2 separate regions of the Zea mays genome follow, and region 2 is linked to region 1. A link is a contact called in public Hi-C data. All regions are on one chromosome and are shown on one strand. The core of a region is the stretch at or near the end of the contact, and the rest is flanking DNA. Distances in the headings are between cores, read along the strand shown. Region 1 holds the start of LOC542015 (somatic embryogenesis receptor-like kinase 1). Region 2 has its middle 50 kb from the start of LOC100383187.

Evidence for each region. Hi-C and Micro-C count contacts between places; a contact is called where the count stands out from the background.
Region 2: a Hi-C map of ear shows a contact between it and region 1, with 1.9 times the contacts expected there. The contact joins the enhancer-like site here to the promoter of LOC542015 in region 1. A contact is called at or near these places in 5 of 25 Hi-C or Micro-C datasets (ear, leaf and tassel).

What each region holds. Positions count from the first base shown.
Region 1 is chr10:124,411,133-124,413,897 of Zm-B73-REFERENCE-NAM-5.0, reverse strand. LOC542015 (somatic embryogenesis receptor-like kinase 1) reads left to right here and starts at 1,359. Exons shown (of 11, transcript NM_001111662.1): 1 at 1,359-1,452. The coding sequence starts at 1,368.
Region 2 is chr10:124,641,696-124,644,788 of Zm-B73-REFERENCE-NAM-5.0, reverse strand. No RefSeq gene overlaps it. Among protein-coding and RNA genes, the nearest start is that of LOC100383187, 50 kb to the right of the region's middle. Within about 2 kb of position 1,373, at least 15 of the 20 cell types and tissues checked have an H3K27ac peak or open chromatin away from gene starts, as enhancers often do. A contact at or near this core is called in ear, leaf and tassel, where this site is marked.

The DNA of each region.
Region 1 (2,765 bases), core at 110-2,609:
TGCACGGCGACACAACATGTACCCGAGTGTGTGTATGAAACTATGAACGCATTGCTATGCGGTACATTATCAAGCGACAACCGAAGTTTCGTAAGAACCGTATCTACACGAGGTTACAATTTACACACGCGCACGGATGAATGTGTTTCAAACATGGATTGTTTTGATTCTTTTCAAATTATGTACACCTTTGGTAACACGTGGCACTCCCCCGAATGCGATATTACATAATACTTCATTAGTTTAAAAATATAATTTGTTTGACTTTTTAACCCTAAACTTAACCACTTATCTTATCAAAAAATAATGAAAAATCAAAAAAGTAAGTCATATATAAAGTATATTTGATAATAAACAAAATAACAATAATGATTTTGAGGCCGAATTGATCCAAAATTCGTTAATCATACCCAGGGGTGGATCTACACCCGAGCTACCCGGTCTGTGATCGAGGGTATGATCCAATTAACTTTATATAAGTACATATTTGATCTAGTTGAAAATAGTCAAGATAAAAAGAAATCGAGGGTATGATCCAATTAACTGTATATAAGTACATATTTGATCTAGTTGAAAATAGTCAAGATAAAAAGAACAGAAGAAAATTTAGTAGTCTCAGCTCGGGACATGGGACATGAGAAAATTCTAGATCTGTCCTTAACCATACCGATCGTCGGGTACTCGGGTCGCAGATCGTAGAGGGAAAAATGCAATGTGTGACGATCACACCCTTGTCACCTTTTCCTTAGAAACGCCGAAATGGTAGAAGAAAAGAAACGGAATTTTCTGAATAAGCCCTTCAGAAAAAAAGACACAAGCTTCCTCGATCAAGTGATGAATGAGTGATCTGGAGACGAGTGTACGAGGACCGCGTCCACGGAATCCCCAACACCTCCATCACGCCCACGTCAGCGCCGTCACCTTCCCGCAGCCCTCGCATAGTCGCATCGCACTCAAACTCAAGCAAACGAACCCCCGCACCGGACGGATAGGTTTCCCCGTCCGACATGTGGGACTTACCTATTTGACCCCACCTGTCAGTAAAGTTACCCGGATAACGCGGCGTAGCTGTGATCTCCTCCCCCTCGCAAGTCCCGCGTTTACCAGTGGAACATTTTTGGGTCGGCCTCCACACGCAAGCCTCGCCAAGTTTTTAAAACCCCCGAGCTGAAAAAAAAAACACAAGGTAAAAAAATATAGGGAGAGAAATCTCTCGCCTCCCGTCGGAGAGTATCGGTGACCGATGTGTCCCGACGGCGGCGGAAGCTGAGGGAGGTCCTGGCGGCGTCGTCAGCTCAGGGGTGGCGCTGTGGCAACCTGCGCGCGCGCGGTTTTGGCTACCGAGAGGCGGGTCGGGCGTCGGCGGGATGGCGGCGTCGCTGAGGTGGTGGTGGTCGGCGGTGGTATTTTCGGTGGTGGTCGGCGTGATCCCGGTTGTCGCCAACACGGAGGGTATGCGTATGCCACTGCTTCATGCAATTTGTGTTTTGTTTTCTTCAAGGCTTGACGAGTTGCCCACAGCGAGTGAATTCCCTTCTAGGGGGCGATAATGGCTGAAAATCTGGGGATGTCGTCCAGAAACCTAGTGTTTGTTATCGTTCTGCAAGCCTCTGTTGGTGGGCGGGGACTAAACAGGGGATGAAACGGTAGCCTACAGTTCTCATTTCCAGCGCTTTGACCGATTGCTTTGGGGGCGCGGGGTGTTTGTCTCTCCTGGTGTTTTTGTCATTTTGTACTATGCAGCAATGTTTGTATGACATGACTTACCCTGTTACATCTGGAAAGGCGATTGCACAAAACTCGTTCCGGAACAAATGCAGCCTATGCACAGAAGTGTAGATTCTGTTTTCTACTCATGTCAGCGTCTAGAACTATTTTGGGCCTCGATATTCCAAAGGAACTATTTTAGGCTCTGTCAAAATTGTTTCCTTCAAGTTTTTTTTTCTATGAAGGTGCATATGCAGGGTTTTTTTTCCTGATGCAAAACTTTGGCCTTTCATTCACTACTACACAGTAAATTTCCATTCTGTTTCACCATTGCATCTGAACTAAGATGATTGTTTTTGTTTATTTGGCTAAAGATAGCACATTAGTACTCATGGAAGCTGGAGGAAAGAAATTCTGATTACCGAACCTTTGCTGTTTGGGTTGGTACTTAGTTACAAATTCCTAATTAATTTGTTCTGGCATCGTAGATATGCACTGATATATTAACGGTAAATTGTTAACGAACAACCTGTACTTGCTATTTAAATAAAGTGGTGCCATTTAGAATGAACTGAGGCTGCATAACGAAAAAATTAATGCGTACGTTACTTTCTTAAAACTAAATGTCTTGCGAACTAATTGCGAAGAATCGGAAAGCATGGTTTAATCATTAAGAGTGCATTGTTTATAGAATATTTTTTTATCATTCTTCCCAGTACATGTGTTGAAAGAAACCATGTTGTCTTAAAATGCTAATGGTTTTTACCTGGTGTCTGAATCCTTGAAATGGATAGTACATTTGGGTATGTACTCATGATTAAAATATGATACCACCAAGGTAACTGAACCTTTGTAAGGACAGCAGACCGTGCATATGACCGTGCAAAACACTGTTTTTTTGCACTGTAGACTACACTGTTTATAGAGTGAAGTTTGAAATAAGAGATGTGGATGAGTAAGCTGCTGAATATAGAGTGCTCTTGATGCTAGTCATATTATGTGTTGAATCCATGATGCTTAACATTTGATACTCTAGTCTTTTCTACCTATTGAAAAGG
Region 2 (3,093 bases), core at 124-2,623, 230 kb before region 1:
GGTGTTCTACAAGTCAATTACATGTATGCTTATGTAATGATATGAAATGCAAACTCTCACAAGGAGAGGTGGGAAACATAAATAATACAAACTAAAACACATGACAAGTATACACATGGTTCTACACCACCAACACTTACTAATAGTGGCCAAATCGGATTCACTTAGGTAAACCAGAGAACTAATCCATATTAGATCTCATCTAAAAGCTTAAAACTTCTTAAAAACTGCATCTCTTTCCTAGATAAACTTATCTCCTTTTCAAAGCACTAAATCCACTTTTATTAAGGATTTAACCTTTCTATTTTGGACCCTACAAAGCTTCCTGAGAAACTGGCTTCCAAACAGCCCCAAATTTTTACCATATGCTTAGCTGACCAAAATAAAGTTACCCAAACATTTTCATAATTTTTGGAACTATATTTTTATTTCTAAAATTCATTTAAGCCTTCGTAGAGCACTTTTTAATTACCTAAAATTTATTATCTGTTGCAAATATCCTAACATTGGTTTTTTATCGAAAATTTGTGATTTTATGTACCCAGGAAAACTAGTTTCCACATTTTTGCATTTTTCCTATAACTTTTAGCATATTTTACAAGTTGTCAGCGAAATGAAAAGGACAAAACCTAAACAGTATTGGACGGCATTCAGTCTGATCTAGAGATGGCAACGGTTAAATACTTACCGGGTATTACTACCCCATAACCATACCTACGACAAAAAAATAACTCTATCGGGTCACCCTTATATACTGGTGGGTATGGATTTACCCCCATACCCATACCCATGTGGGTATGGGTCACCCGTACCCACAAAAATTAAACAGCTATCAAAATATTATATTATACAAATGTCAAGTATATCCATCTAAATAACATTACAAAATTTCTAGCATCATTTAACCATCCATTCAACACACCAAAGATAATTAGATAAAGTAGTAACACTAGGACAGTACTACATAGCACATTACATGTTCCATTACATGGTCATTAAATTGTCGTTAAGCCTTCTATGACATTATGGCCTAAAAGGTTGTTAAATAGTAAAAAAGATGGACGACTAAAGTCTAAGTTCATGCTTGGGCTAAGTTTATATTGAGTATTTTATACCCATGGGTTAATGGGTATGGATGAAGGTGAATGTTCTAATACCCATTTACCCATTGGATGAAGATTTTTGTTCAAGAATAGACCAACAGGTAGAATATTTAGCCCACATATATACCCTAATGAAGTAAATATCCATCGGGTATTAGGTCGCGGGTACCCATTGTCATCTCTAGTCTGATCCGACCCAAGACTAGTAGGATCACACGCGTCGTCCGCGCGACCTACGCCCTCATGCCCATTTTGCGCAGAGAACCCTGTCGCCATGACTAATCAATCCCGATCCCTCGTCACTGTTTGTCTGTCTCGCTGACGAATGCACATAAGTCCTTTGCCTTCTGCTCATTTATAACTTCCCGGCCACGACCCTACTCCGACGAATGCCGATCAAATACCATGCAGAGCCACCGGAGGCGATCGTCTCCGACGAGAATGAGCATACCTACCCGTCACCCAAACCGACCCCATCACTTCCCCTTGGTTAATCGGATCGAAGAGACCAATATCGCCTCTGGCCGCGGTGGCGGCCGAACCTTGGGTCCGACGAGCCCGATCCCGCGGTCTCCACACGGTAGAGCTCTAACTATGGACACAGAGAGCCTCAGCGACCTAACAATATCATGGTGCTCACGTGAAAACAACCAGAGACAACATGGGTTGATGGGTCGGCGGGGAAGCTGTCCACGGCGCCAAGCTGTGACGGCGCGACCTCGTTTTATGCAACACACAATAGTAGAGTTAGGAATACCAACTTTAGGAGCTTCACTGACCTGTGAGGAACAAGGAATGTGCACAGTTCAGCTGAGATGACCTCCGAAGAGCCCTAACCGAGGTGAGGTGGACCTCCGGCGGTGCGGCCACACGACACAGGGACAACGATGTGAGGGGACTAAGCAGAACAGACGGTGTGGCTGGGACTAACTCCAACATGAAGATGTGAACCCTAGAGGCACACGGTGAATAGGACTAGCGAGTGGGGTAGTGGAGAGCTTCACTACACTGCCCGCAAGTAATAACAAGATAAAGAACCAGGCGCTGGCCAAGCTCGATTTTTCCACGGTAAGGAACGACCCCAAAGGTGCCAGCAGGCAGCAGCTGCTTGGGTTTGAGCATGTGGCTTCCCTCTCAGGCACCACACAGGTTTATAGGCACAGCAAGGCATCGAGCTTGGGCAGGCAACGCAACTAGTGACCAGGCAACTACGGACTCCACCACAGATACTTTGAACCTCTCCAGGACCTGAAGCTTCTCAGCTCGACTCCACTTTACCAGGCGCCAGAAAGTCCCAGGCAACTCTCTAACCAAATCAACCAAGCAATGTCAGCACAATCGTGGGGCTGATATCTTTCCATTTCTTCGTATCTTGATTCAGCTTTGGCCACCAGAACCTGCACTCAAACTTTTGCCTCTTTTTGCTACCCACACCGAGCACACAGGAAACAAGCAAGCAAACAGCCGCCTGTCCAAACTGAGACAAATTCAGTCAACTAACAATTCTTTAGTGACTAAACCAGACACCGAACCAAACTTATTAGTGTTGCTGCTCCATTCCATTCCTCCCAGTTCAGCCCCCTTATCTCCCAATTATTCATAGCAACAGACCACTCTCCCTTAACAAAAATTATTCTCTATTTATAACTCTACCTATTTTGTATAGCAACTCATGGTTGAAATCATATAGAACAAAAGTTATGGTACCTCAATTTACAGCCAAAGTCACTGAAAATTCAGTTTTAGAAATCTGAAACAGCACCACAGAGTCTGACATAGGGTTTTGCCACCCCTTTTTCTCTAAATCCTACACAGTAGCAAGCCAACTCTCTGCATGAAACATGCTCTCCTTCAGATGGTCTTTAACTTTTCTATATTGGTCTTAGTCGAAAACCACAAGTATTGGTCACAATAGAGCTCCAAACCCAGCAACATTCACTGAAATTCAGTTTTAGTAACTGAATACAATTCAGTTTCAGCCATCTAACAC